Linked DNA regions of Mus musculus: regions 2 and 3 are each linked to region 1. The links are chromatin contacts, called in public HiChIP or PLAC-seq maps. All regions are on one chromosome and are shown on one strand. Each heading gives the region's core, a stretch centred on a gene start, on an enhancer-like site or on the middle of the called end of the contact. The rest is flanking DNA. Distances are from core to core; before and after follow the strand shown. Region 1 overlaps Plekhg1 (pleckstrin homology domain containing, family G (with RhoGef domain) member 1). Region 2 holds the start of Plekhg1 (pleckstrin homology domain containing, family G (with RhoGef domain) member 1). Region 3 overlaps Plekhg1 (pleckstrin homology domain containing, family G (with RhoGef domain) member 1).

Region 1 (4,427 bases), core at 558-3,057:
GGATGTGTGGGGTCCCAGCTCTCCTGGACCTTGTTATCCTGGCTGAGTGGCTACCATGTCTTGGATCCAGATTATACCTCAACTACTAAGATGAGAGATCTAGAGCTTCTTGGAAATTGATGTCTATATGAAGGTGAGGGCAGGCACAAGTTAAGGTGAGAGCCAGTGATTGGGCAGTGGAAATGGAAGACAGGAAGAGATTTTTAGAGATGGGAAAGGACAGAGAGGAGAAGGAGGGAAGATGGAGGAAGAGAAAGACGATCCAGATTCCACGTGGCTTTAAATAGCCACAGGTAGCTATGAATATCTTATAAGGGATGGATAATTACAAGACAGTTTGTCTTATCTAGGTGGGCAATTTATATCAATTGGTTCTGAGTTCATTGTGTGGGCTTTTTGTCGGGTGAGAATTTACTGATATAAACCTGACTTATAAATTACAAGGCTCTAGAGTTTGGATTTTACTGGGTTTCTGGGATTTGGGACCACTGACCACAGTGGATGTGTGGCTGGGAATGAGAGCAGAATCCGCTCCAAGAGAACCGCAAGGTGGGTGGGCAGTTCAGTACATGAGGCTAGCCATGGAGGCAGTGAGGTTGCTGGGGCCAGAGAGGAGCTGGCATTAGCTCAGGAAAATGCCTTTTAAAATATCTCCTGCAACAGTTTCTTGCCTTCAAAAACACATTTCCAAAGGTATGAATCAAAGATTCCACAACTCCAGGTGATGCAATGGCATCATGACCTACTTGATAGTTCCACAGACCGACTTCCTTCAGGCTTTAAGACAATTTAGCCTCTTAAAAGTGGTCCCACCAACATGGGTAACCCTGGGCTGATGCATGAATCGGGGACATGCTGGACTCTGTAATCCCCATGATTCCTTACCCAGCAGGAAGCAGAACTCCTAATTCAGCTCTCAGCAAGGGTAAAACTCCCTCCCCAGGTTTCAGCATCAGCTGACAGTCTACTTTGTCTGCCTCTCAGGTCACGCTCTGGCTGCTCATTAACATCATCCCAATGTCTACAAAGTTGCATTCTGAAACCCAAATTATCAAGTAGATGAGCAAAAAAGGGCTCATTTCAGCACAGGGGTATTGTCATAATGTGTGGCTACATCCCAACCAAAGCATTTGATGCTCTACTAGAAGACAGGGGCTACCTCCCAGAACTCACACCAGGCAGCTCACAACTACCTGGAACTCCACATCCAGGGAATCCAATGTTATTCTGGACATGTGGCATGCACTGCATACCTTCCCTACTCCCCCAAATCAATCTTAAAAAATGAAAAATGAAGTTGAATCAACTACACAACTGCAAACTTTATGCTCATAAGCCCCAGAAAGCTGAGACATGGGGCCAGCTTGGGCTAGCCCGGCTCTGTTTCAAAAGTAAAGCAAAACAAATGTAGGGAGTGCAGGGAGCCCGGAGCCAGTGTGCATGCTTGAGTGTATGCATGAGTGTATGCTTGAGTGTGCATGCTTGAGTGTGTGTGTCTTAGTGACATGGGCGGAGCCATATCAAGGACCCCAGTGCCTAAGACTCATGGGAAAGTGGGAAGTCTTTCCTGGGCTAGGTTCAGGGAATGGCCAAGCCTTCACTCCTTGTGGGGGTGTGAATGTTGTTAGTGGGTATAAAGAATGTCCACATCTCCTCCTTGGTGTGTAACACTCCGACAACTGTTTCCTACAGAGACTGTTCCTAAGAAGATTAGCTAAACCAGCTTCCTTGTTCAAGTGTATATAATGACCCTGCTTCCTTGTTTATCTGTATGCAATAACTCCGCCTCCTTGTTCAGCCATACAAACCAACTCTGCCTCCCTGTTCAACTGCATATAATAAACATGGCGAGTTTGCAGTGGGACTGCAGTGTCACCATCAAAGAGGCCACTCCACCCAGTCCTAGCTTTTCAGGGCCTTGCCTCCCCAATCTGGTCTATCCTTGGAGCTGTGCTAGATGCAGCTTGCAATTCAGAACTATTGTTCTCAGAAGGTAGAGTGTGGTCGATTCAAAGACCTCCAGGGAGTCCGTACTCTCCTCCCATTAGTCTAGATAGAACAAAGTCACTGTGATAAGGTGTCTTTGAGACTAGAAAACTGTAGCTGTTCCCGCTCTACAGCTGCTTTTGCAGCTGGTTCAGACTGGTTTACAGAGGGCCTGGCTAAAATGTCCCCTGGAAAGAGAATTCTGTCAATATCTAAAGGTGGTACTCTGGTTTTTATTTTAGGTGCATATAATAGATTCTACGTGGGAGTCTGGGTTGGATGAAGCTTCCAAGGAGTTTGTCTGATAACAGTGAAAGAGACTGCGAGAATCAGGAGAAGGAAGCAACATTGTTGAGAGTATAACAGGCAGGGGAATTTGGTTTTGTTGCTCTTCTGAAAAATAAGCCAAGATCCACTGGTTGCAAATGCCAGAATCGGCACACATTATATTCCTGTCTCACTAGTCTCTTGTCCCTTTTGAAAAACAATAGGCAGAGTAGAGACTTAGAAATGGAGATTTTAATCCCATCAAAACAAACAGGGTTGCACAACTAGGCTTTGCTGCAAGGAGAAAGGAGGCCTGAGAGGCCTGGAGGAACATTTGTCAGTCTGGTCTCCAGTCACTTCAGAGGGTGTCTGGAGGCACCAGTCCACCATTAGCGTTTTTTTCCCTAGAAAGGAGAAAAGTCTGGTCCTGTCCCCAACCCGTGTTTATATCTTTCTGAACTCTGAAGATAAAAATCCGAATACACTGAGGCCTCTGAGGGGCTTCTCAGACATAGGGCCCTCTCTGATATGTGATATCTTCCCCTCAGGAGCTCAGGGGGAGGAGAGGAGGGGGGTAGAAAAACAAACCCTACGACTTTCCCCTAATGCTGATGTGAAAGAAAAAAAAAGAGCAGAGATCTAAGCCGGTGCTTCTCTGGGCTTGTGGATCAAACTGGTCTGACTTCAGACTATTTACTGCACACCAATTTTCCCTCCCCAATCCTGAGGTTTATAAAGAGTCCACCTGGCTCCAGCTCATCTCCTCTGGGGAGCCCTGGTACCTCCTCTTCTTACACAGTAAGGCAAAAGTAGAATAACTGGTAGCTCCACTCAGAGTGCAGGAACACAGGCTGTTGCCTGGCCTTCTGCACATGCTCCCTTTTCAGGTGCCTAGGGGAAACCCAGTGGCCAAGAAAAAGTTACAGGCTGGTGGCTTTTTTATATCTTCCTCATGGATAAATATCACTTTGATTTTGTTGCCTCTGAAGACGAGCTAAACCACTTATAATCTGTAAAAATGAGCGCGCCGATGATGTACCTTCAAAATGGACCTTGCATTCCATTCTCTTGTAGACATTTAGATTTTAACCTATTTAGACATTTTGTTACGTCAGTCATTGTAAATGGTACCATGAACCAAATGCTTGATGAATGCAATTGCCAATGGCACACACACACACACACACACACACACACACACACACACACACATACACACACACACTCCCACCAGCCTTTCTTCCAGGTATGATCTAACCCTCAATGGACTGAATCATTGCTGCCAAAGCCCTAACACCCAAGGAAGTAATTAAAATTAAATGACATCACAAGGGTGGGGGCCCTAATCCAACAGGACTGCTATTCCCACAAGGAGTTAGCTGGCTCAGTGGGTAAAGTGGTTCCCTTGTGAGAGTAAGAACCAGAGTTGGATCCACAGAACCTTGTAAAAGCACTGGGAGTCATTACTCAGGTCTATAATCTCAGCACCGGAGGCAGAGACAGCCAGATCCCAGAGGACCATTGGCCTGCCAGTCTCAAGGTGGGCGGGGGAAGTCAGATCCCCCTGGAACTGGAGTTGCAGATAGTTGTGAGCCACCTGGTGGGTGCTGGGAATTGAATCTGAGTCCTCTGCATGAACAAGAGATAATCTTCACCACTGCTGAGCCAATTCTTCAAGCCCTTAGTATGTATTAAAGACGAGTCACAGAAGCAGGCGAAACGAAGCTGTAAACGTCGTAATTTCCGTCTCTGAAGTTTCAGAATGTTTTAGGGAAAGTCACCTTTGCAGCCAGCTGACTATGAGTACTTCCTAGGTGCTCAGCCTCTGCTCTGTGCTCGCAGGCTGACTCCTTTCCCAACTTCTTTAGGCATGGGAGGGATCGCTTTTAATTAACAAGGGCTCAGTGCATAGCAACTTTAGGTGATTAATATATCTTGACTATGTCTCTCTCTCTCTCCCTACTCCACCCAGATCCTCCCCTACTTCCCATCATCCAAATCCACATCGGTTCTCGCTCCTTCTCATTAAAAGACAAACAAGAATCTACTAGAAGGAGGAGGAGATAGAAATAAACAAACCGGAAGAGTACAAAACAAACAAAACCAAATAGCCAAAAAAAGGCACAGGAAACACATACAGCAGAGACACACACACACTAGCAAACAGAAATCTC
Region 2 (4,427 bases), core at 1,156-3,655, 110 kb after region 1:
TAAAAAGAAGAAAGCGCCACACAAAGAGGATTGCAGCACCCAGGCTATAGATCAGATACTGTTGTTAGTTTACTAAAGGCTCCAAAGACTGCAGCTACTCAGTTATTTTTCCATCTTTTTTTCAAGTCAGAATACAAATTAGTAAAGTTGAATTAAATCACAAAAAGAAATCATAACCACAAGTGAGCAGAGTAAAATACTACTGGTTGTCTTTGGTTTTGAAAAAATGAGAGTGGCAATTTCTATGGGTTACAGTGTGACTGTTTAACCCATTTGAATGATAGCTGTAATCTCCCATGGAAAGTTTAAAAGGTATATATGTATAAATGAATATATGTATATATTATATAATATATTACACATATTTTGTTATTATATATTATAACATATTTTTGTATTTAATATATTTATACAATATACCAATATATTTACATGTATTTTATATTATATTTACATTATAGTATAGATTTATATTTTATATACTATAGTATTTATGTTATATAGAATATATTAATATATATTAACAATCATCTATACTAAAGGCATTGAGGAAAGTGGAATCACAGGGGAAGGACAGGCGCAGACAAATTTTATCAAAGAAAGGCAGATTTGGGCACCAGTTTGACTACCAAACAGCTGTTCCCGTTCTCTCTCTGTTTTATCCCTTTGCAAAAGGCTTTGGGGGGAATCTGTCATGCAAGGGAAATGGAAGGAAGGTCACACAAGGATTACTGGTGGGGTCCCACTTGCGGAGGAAGCCAGGGAGGTCAGTGAACTCTGGAAAAGAAAGTTTCTTCCTGGTCGGTTTTAACGGCTTAGACGGGGTGCAATTCCAAGAGACAAAAAGCTAAGTCAGGAATCAGGAAGCCAGACTCAAAGATGTTAAAGGGTCAAACACTAGCCCATCACTTTTGTATAGAAGTGTTAACTACTGTAGAATAAATAAATACCCTGGACTGAAAGGGGTAAAACCAATTAAAACTATGTGGTTCATATACACTGCTTTAACAGTGAGGAAGTACAAGCTACCAGGATTGCTTTTCCTCACGTCCCACACAGTGTAAGGCTAAAGTTGAGAGGTTTTAGATCTCTGACACGATAGACTTGGATACACTTTAAAAACAAAACAAAACAAAAAAAAAAAACAAAAAAAACATCAGTTTAACAACAACAACAAAAACCAAAACTCATCTATTCTTTGAAAGTATGCGAACTCCAGAAACTGAGAATTCAAACAGGCTGACCACAGGTTTTAACGCAATCTAAGCCTGGAATTCAATTAAACGTTAAATCTGACCCAGACTTAAGGCATCCTACTGGTTTTGTATCCAATGTGTATTCAGTTTGTATCCAGAGTGCCCCTAATCCCCAAAACAACCCTCCCGAGGTGACTGGGTTTCCTGAGAAGATAAAATCGCTGTCAAAATAGGTGCAGTAAGCTCTGGCCACCTGAAGGTGGTACAAAGAGAGCGCCAAGAGCCGCCAGAGCTTAATGAAATTCCAGGGTTGCACACACAGTCAGCTTTACACATACCAACTTCATACAACACATCCAAGCAATCAGCTACATCATTGTTTCTCAGGAACATTGTGAAACTGAGGAAGCCAACCACCCTCTCCTCACTGGGCGTCCTGGACTGTAGAGCTCTGAGACTCCATGGGGGACACAAAGAGGGGGTCTGCTCTAGCAGTCACCCCGGGGCCTGCTGCCCGCCCCCCAACAACCTTTTCCTCTGGCCAACAGTCCACACAGTCGTAGCCAGCTAGGTATTACCGTGTGTCCGGGTGACGGATGGGGCACAGCTTCTAGACTCCCGGGTCACTCCTATAAAGCGCTGACTTGCTGATTTGGGGGCGCCCACGCGAGTTTCTGCCCCACGCAGGACTGCTCCTAGCTGGAGCACACAGCACTCCCCGCCATCGCGCCCGCACCGCTGTTGGGGTGTTGTCCAGACTGTCCTATTTGGGGATAGTTCCGCTTGACTTGGGGGCGCGGGTGGCACACGGCGCGCTTGAGCAAACTTCGCGGAGCTGCAAACTGCAACCCGGGTGGCTGCAGCAAGGGGCGGGAGCGCCGGGCTAGCAGGTCCTGCCTGAGTCGACCCCATCAGTCGACTGCCAACGACCCCATCAGTCCCCTCCCAGGAGCAGCGCTCAGAGACACCCCCCGCCCCGCCCCCCCCCCCCCCCCCCCCCCCCCCCCCCGCCCAGGGCCAGGCACTGCGATCCCGCTCTTCCCACCTGCAGATTCGGGGCGCGTGGCCGAGGTCCCCGGCTTCCCTTGTCTGGTCCCTGGAATAGTCTCGGCGGAGCTTACGGGAGAGGGGCGGCTCCCGAGCGCTGGCTCCGCGGTGCGCTGCGCTCCAGCGCCGGCTCCGGCGGCCCCGAGCCCTGCAGCTCGCCTGGCTCCACTTCCTCTTTCCCACTCTGCTCCCGGCGTGTCCCGCCCCGCCCCGCTCCTCGGTCCGCTGCAGCGGGTTGCGGTCCCCGCCCGCCTCCACGGGGCCCTGCGGGAGGAAAGAGGCAGAGAGGAGGAGGCAGCTCAGAAAGAGATTAAGCTTGCTCTCTGGAGCTTTGCCAAAGACAGCAGTCAAATTACAGCCTCTGGGGGGAAAGTTTTTGTCTCTTTTCTTTTTTCTTTTCTTTTCTTTTCTTTTCTTTTCTTTTCTTTTCTTTTCTTTTCTCTTCTCTTCTCTTCTCTTCTCTTCTCTTCTCTTCTCTTCTTTTTTCTCTTCTCTTCTCTTCTCTTCTCTTCTCTTCTCTTCTCTTTCCTTTTCTTCTCTTTTCTCCTTTTCTTCTCTTTCCGTTTTCCTTTCCCTCTTTTTCTTTTTGTTTTTCTTTTCTCTCTTCTCTCTTCTTTAAAAAAAAAAAAAAACTCCCTGCTACTGTGTTAACAGCCACATCGCTTTCTTTTTTCTTCTCTTCTCTGGGCTGTTGGGGTACAGCTAAGCCTTGGACATGGCCACTTCCCAGAGTGTTCTGAAATCGGATCCAACACCGTTTCTTTGCATCCAAACTCGAATTTCACACTGTAGCTTATGATGTCACAACACTAGGAAATGGGAGAAGGGTGCTTACTGGGTTCAGGCATCAGCACCCCCACCACCCCAGTGAACATACTGGATGACCTTTGATTAGAGAAAGCAAAAGTGGAAAAGGAGGCAGAGACCTTTGCGACAGCCAGATGTTTAAAGGCACCCATAAGGTAGGACAATAAAAAATAGGACCTCTATCACAGGTGCCTTTTTGGTGACATTCTTGGTAGCACTTGGCACCTTTCAAACAGGTGTGTCAGATATGCCTGTGTTTCACCAGGCGTAGTAAGACACAGCCACGCACTCTGCTTGATTCTAAGAACTTCATCTCCCTGTAGTACACCACATATTATAAAGTTTTATGGTACTGGGTGAGAGGGTTTTTTGTTTTTTGCTTGTTTTGCTTTTTTAATAAACAAACAATTCACCTTTCAATGTGTCCACATTCTGAGTAGCATAATGAACTCTGGCCGTCCTGCCTGCTTCCCCCTGGTATGCAAGTCATTCTTTTGTCCAACATATAGTTACTACTGCTGTGATGAAACACCATAACTAAAAGCCAAGAGGGCAGGGAAACCCTTGGCTTTCACGTCCACATCACTATTCAACATTGGAGGAAGTCAAGGCAGGAACTCAAGCGGGGCAGAAACCTGGAGTCACCTGCTAATGCAGAGGCCATGGAGGACTGCTTACTAGCTTGCTCAATCTGCTTTCTTACAGCACCCAGGACCACCAGGCCAGGAGTGACCCTCCCATGATGGGCTAGGCCCTCCTGCATGGATCACTAATGAAGAAAATGCCCTACAGGCTTGCCTAAAGCTGTATCCTGTGGAGGCATTTTCTCAGTTGAGACTCCCTCCTCTCCTATGACTCTAGCTTATGTTAAATTGATATAAAACAAGCCAGCACAAATATACTGTATACACTACAACTCACTAGTAGCTGTCTCACTCTTCAGATCAATTGCCGTGGTATCACAGTGCTTGTGTTTCAGTGATCCCTACTTTACTTATTGATGGTCCTGATGTCCAAGTGTCCAAGAGTAAGGATACATAGGCCTTTTATTTCACTGTATTGTTAGAACAGTTAATTGAATATATATATATATATATATATATTGTTTTTCGAAACAGGGTTTCTCTGTGTATCCCTGGCTATCCTGGAGCTCACTCTGTAGAACAGGCTGAACTTGAACTCAGAAATCCTCCTGCCTCTGCCTCCCAAGTGCTGGGATTAAAGGCATGCGCCACCACTGCCCAGCTAATATATATATATATATATATATATATATATATATATATATATATAACAATTAATCTTATTAATGGCCCTCACTATTTTCTTAATATACTTACTTTATAAATCATCCTCTCTCATCGGTAGGTAAGTATG
Region 3 (4,427 bases), core at 1,298-3,797, 89 kb before region 1:
TTTAAAGTGCCCCATTAGACATTTGTTTGATTTCACAGAAATAAACACATTTGGAAGGCCTTAAGAAAACAATTGAGTAGTCTTGATGAAAGACCTTTAAAAAAAACCCTTCATTTAATAACCCTACTTAAATAGAGCAAAAGAATTATTTTTAACATTTCAGTGGATAGAGTATATTAAGTCCGCTTTCCTTTCTAGTGGGGAAAATACGGTTTAGAGGTTCCTTGAGGCCAGATGTTTGGGTTTGAATCTGAATTAGGCCATGCACTGGTTGTAAAATGTGGACAGTGGACTTCCTGTTTCTGACTCTTGCTTTTACTTCTCTATCAGAGGAAGAACAGGACCTGTCTCCGAGGTATTTTACTGAGTGTGAAGTAAGAATACAGTATACTTACCACTATGGTTATGTGTTAATACATTAATACGCTGTAAATTAAAATCCATTTTAGATTCTAAGTGGACTAATAACTAGGGTGAAAGGAATAATTTTATTGTGGCGGTTTTAACTGTTTTACACATCAAGGGAGAGCCATCAGGAATATGTAGGATGGAAGGAAGAAGACAGGCAAAGTGAGCGGTCTCATTCGGTAACTAGCCTTTCAGAATCTTGTTAAGCAATTGGATTTTCCCAGGATTCTTGGGACCAGTAGGCGGGGCATATCAATGTCTCATGCAGAAGGGTCCAGCCTGAGTAACCACAGGAGAAGGTGATCGCGGCTCTGCGTGAGTTCCCTTGTATTGCACAGTGGTTGAAAAAGTAAAACTCACACTTGAGCACACACCTCTCTGCACAGATCCTAGAGGCCAGCCTGGATGTCTTTTCAAAACACATATGATCCCAGCACTTAGGAGGCCAAAGCAGGGGGCGTTCCAAGTTCAAGGCTTGCCTGGGTTATATATATAGTGAGACCCTGTCTCAACCAGCCAACCAACCAACCAAAGGCAAAGACAAATCTTTCCTTTCCCAGAATTTCTTCTGATTTTCCCCATCAGTACCACTCTATGACCCTGATGTCACTTCCTGTTCTACTTCTCTCCTCCTGGTCCCATCACAGACATCCCACCATCCTCACAGATGGCCATTCACACCCAACCCTTTTAGACTTTTGCTACGTCATCTCTAATAACTGTTTCCTCTACTCCACAGCAGCATGGTAAAGCCATCCCAGAACATGCACACACCAGCGTTGCCCTGCTTCTCAGGTAGGGTACCAGGGACCATCCTCAACTTCAGATTTCAGGTTTCCCACTGAACCAGCTGACTTCTGCAAGTCTCTTTCCCCTGTTCAGCCTGGAATCATAGTCACTGCAGCTACAGGCTCATGAGTGTGCAATGTTCTCTGTTCCCCAGCTCCACCTGTCCCCTCCCTGCAGAGGAACTCCTGTATGCCATGCTCCCTTAGGGCAGTTGTTAAGTGGTTTGTTATGACGCCATCAAACTGATTCACACAGCAGTCCCACAGCCCCAGTCAGGTCTTTGGCGTCTTCCAGATGGGACCTGAGTCACCTCCAGTGACAGGATCGTCTTCCTTTGCATCGAATCTGACTCTCTCCATTTTCAAGGACAAACCCTCTTCCTGTGTCGTCACTCACAGTAGTGTCTCTGATCCTTTATGATTTCCTAATTCTCCTCAGTTCCCCGCCAGACTCTTTCCAAGGCTCCTCTCTACCATCCCTGTGCTTACGGGCCCCATTCCTTCCACCTCCCTTGACAAACTGCTCTTCTGCATCCTGTTGCATCCTGCCTCTTAGTCTCCCCAGACAACTCAGAAACCTATATTGTGTTTTCCACCCAGATAGTGAGCTTTGCTTTGATGAGTTTTCTCTAAACTGCATCTTTTTGAACTTTGGGGGTGGGGCAGTCGGTACCAGTCTGTTCTCTAATTTCTTTCAACCCATTGCAAAAATCCCAGTTGTCGAACCCACACTCTGCATCTGTTTTGCCCTCTCAAGGTGGAGGTTCTTCTGTCCCCTCCTTCCTCACCAGCTGTCCCTTCCTGCTCTTTACTGGGTTTCTGCTGTTCTCTCTGGTCTTCCAGGTGCCCCTCCCCCAGCAGGTGACTTGCTGAGATTCCTAAGACTCCTCTTTTTTTCCCTAATAATTTTTTTAAAATTCACTTTACATCTCGATCGAAGCCCCTCCCCCTCCCCCTTGCTTCCCCACATTACAAGCCCCTTCCCCCATTACCCCTCCCAGTCTCCTCAGAGCAAGGGGCAACCTTGTTTCCTTTATACATTCTTGTGGGCCTTAGCCCTGTCAAGCCTTAGGGCCTCAGTCACTGCCTCTCCTAATCCTGGGCTGCCAGAACCTGAATTTCCACCTCCATTCACCGGCCAGATGCTCCTCCACTCCCATCTAACCAGTTAGGCCACCTCTGTGAGCCAGTCTGGCTAACTCCCAACCCAGAGGTCTTCCCGCAACTCAAGCACAATGTCAGAGGTGACTTCTGTTCCCTTTGCCTGGGTGACCTGCTTTGCATCTGCGCCTTGTGTTCTGCTCCCTAGACTACTTCCCCAGCCGCATTCCTGCCCCATTTCCTGGTCCTCCTGTCCCAACACCAGCTGTGTTTGGCAAACAGGGTGTCACTTGTGTTTTTGTGACTTTGTTGTCTCAGCCTAGTTCCGCCCTTCCCCCTCCCCAACTTCAGAAGGACATTCCTCACCCTTCAAGAAAGCAGGAGGTATTTTCCTTCCTGCCCTTACTGGCTAGACCTGAACACTTTGTCCTTTTGCCACCCCCCCACCCCACCCCCCCTCCCCGGGGCCACCTGGCTTTCAACGCTATTGTTTCCCCATGGCCGACAAACAGATCTGGGTTAGGCGGGCAGCTGGCTCTCTGCTGGTAAATTCCTTTCCCGCCAAACTGGGCTTGGTTTTCCACTGTTCCCACGGGACCCAACACAGGGGGATGGGGGTAGGGAATGGGGGGTGGCAGTGATTCCCAGTAGTTTAGTTTCTATTCTCTATAAGCTTCCTTATTTTATATATATGTGTGTATCTCCACCCCTAAATCTCTAGTGGGTGCCACTGACTCTCTTTTGTCTATATGTCAATATAACCTCTGAAATGCCTTATTGCAGACTTGGCCAGCCTCCTGACTCAGCCTCCTCAGTGCTGGGATTTCAGGCTCCATTGTGAAGCTAGGCCTTATTTCCTCGTCAGACCCCACACCGCCATGTGTCCCCCCCAAACCCCCGCCTGGGTCCTTTCTACATTATGGTGTGCTGGCTGACGTTTCTCTCTCACCTTAGCTGGGATCTTTGCTGCTGCTGCGTGGTTCTCCAGAATTAATCTCTTCAGGTGCAGAACCCAGAGACGTTTGTCTTGCTGGGATTTGGCCTGCAATGGGAGATTTAAATTGTCAGAAGTGAGGCAACAGAGATGGCGGCTGGGTCCAGCACACCTCTCCCCTTTGGGGACCTCGGAGTAGCCCTGTTACCTGAACTGTGTGCTGAAGCTTGGGGTTCTTGTAGTGGAAGACACTGAAGCTGAGCGGTTCTTTTGGTATGACCTCTACAAGCATGAGGTTGCCACACTGCAGCAGAGAGCACAGTGCATCAGGCACACATGGGACACAAAGAGCCACCCCCAGGCCTTGCATGCCACCCCGTGAAGACCCACCAGGATGTGAGCCTTGTATGTAAACGTGTCATCTCTCTTTTTTGTGATGAGCAGCAGCTGGTCCAGGAGAAAAAGAGTCCTCTCCTTTTTGGCCTTCTGGATGCGGAAGGTTCCTTCAAGCACCAGCTCCCCATAGCTGGTGAGGTCAGGCCCCTCCCAGTTGGTTAGCAAGCTCTGGATCTCCTGGATACAAAGTAAAAAATTCTCAGAAGGAAACACCAGGCAAGCTGCATTGCACACTCAGTGGCCTGTTGTTGGATCTCAAGGATGGGGGCTGGCATATCTGTGTTTATGGGGTGAGGCTATCCGTCGAGGATCACCCAAAAGGAACTGAATTTTTAGTTGCTGAATTGCCAGGGGGTTATTGTCATCCCTGAATGGTCCAGAGTCATAGCCACCAGCGGCAGTGGCTGCAGCTCGACCTTTCAAAGGCTTCACGAGGCAGTCAACATGGAGCGCCATCTTAGACGGGCTCCTCCTCTAACCTGTCTCAGCCTCTCCTTTTTGGATTATAAAACCTCCAATGTCCAACTTCAGGATGTTCTCTCACAAACTGAGTCCACACCATACACAACTGAAAACTAAAGCCTTTGTAAAACCACAGACATTTTCTCAGGATTTCTCCCAACTTTGAATTCATTTATTGAGAAAGGACATGGCCTTTGCTACTGTTTGAGAGCTCTCCATGGGACTTAGGGAATACGAATTAGTGATACGGCTGATAGCCCTTTAGGATTTGTTGCACATCAACATTTTAAATTAGTGATACGGCTGATAGCCCTATAGGATTTGTTGCACATCAACAT

Evidence for each region. HiChIP or PLAC-seq counts read pairs in DNA pulled down with a chosen protein or histone mark.
Region 2: a contact with region 1 is called in an H3K27ac HiChIP or PLAC-seq map of embryonic stem cells, with 2.2 times the contacts expected there. The contact joins the promoter of Plekhg1 here to the enhancer-like site in region 1. A contact is called at or near these places in 3 of 39 promoter capture datasets (3T3-L1-derived adipocytes, cranial neural crest and frontonasal cranial neural crest), 2 of 484 Hi-C or Micro-C datasets (embryonic fibroblasts and nephron progenitors), 3 of 115 datasets of contacts at active chromatin or transcription factors (embryonic stem cells and neural progenitor cells) and 2 of 9 other capture datasets (adipose tissue and pancreatic islet).
Region 3: an H3K27ac HiChIP or PLAC-seq map of embryonic stem cells shows a contact between it and region 1, with 4 times the contacts expected there. The contact joins two enhancer-like sites. A contact is called at or near these places in 3 of 15 datasets of contacts at CTCF or cohesin (all in embryonic stem cells), 23 of 484 Hi-C or Micro-C datasets (8-cell embryo, the HPC-7 cell line, the MNK3 cell line and 6 more) and 13 of 115 datasets of contacts at active chromatin or transcription factors (embryonic stem cells, epiblast stem cells, stem cell-derived epiblast-like cells and 1 more).

What each region holds. Positions count from the first base shown.
Region 1 is chr10:3,850,276-3,854,702 of GRCm38.p6, reverse strand. The region is part of intron 2 of Plekhg1 (pleckstrin homology domain containing, family G (with RhoGef domain) member 1); the gene reads right to left. Among named protein-coding and RNA genes, the nearest start is that of Gm30164, 93 kb to the right of the region's middle. Within about 2 kb of position 1,807, at least 38 of the 459 cell types and tissues checked have an H3K27ac peak or open chromatin away from gene starts, as enhancers often do. A contact at or near this core is called in embryonic stem cells, epiblast stem cells, epidermal suprabasal cells and 1 more, where this site is marked.
Region 2 is chr10:3,738,355-3,742,781 of GRCm38.p6, reverse strand. Plekhg1 (pleckstrin homology domain containing, family G (with RhoGef domain) member 1) reads right to left here and starts at 2,405. Exons shown (of 17, transcript NM_001159942.1): 1 at 2,242-2,405. All of the region lies in intron 1 of Gm30164 (a long non-coding RNA gene), which reads left to right.
Region 3 is chr10:3,939,546-3,943,972 of GRCm38.p6, reverse strand. It overlaps Plekhg1 (pleckstrin homology domain containing, family G (with RhoGef domain) member 1), which reads right to left. Exons shown (of 17, transcript NM_001159942.1): 9 at 3,622-3,804; 10 at 3,440-3,535; 11 at 3,247-3,339. Among named protein-coding and RNA genes, the nearest start is that of Mthfd1l, 31 kb to the left of the region's middle. Within about 2 kb of position 2,547, at least 99 of the 459 cell types and tissues checked have an H3K27ac peak or open chromatin away from gene starts, as enhancers often do. A contact at or near this core is called in embryonic stem cells, epiblast stem cells, epidermal suprabasal cells and 1 more, where this site is marked.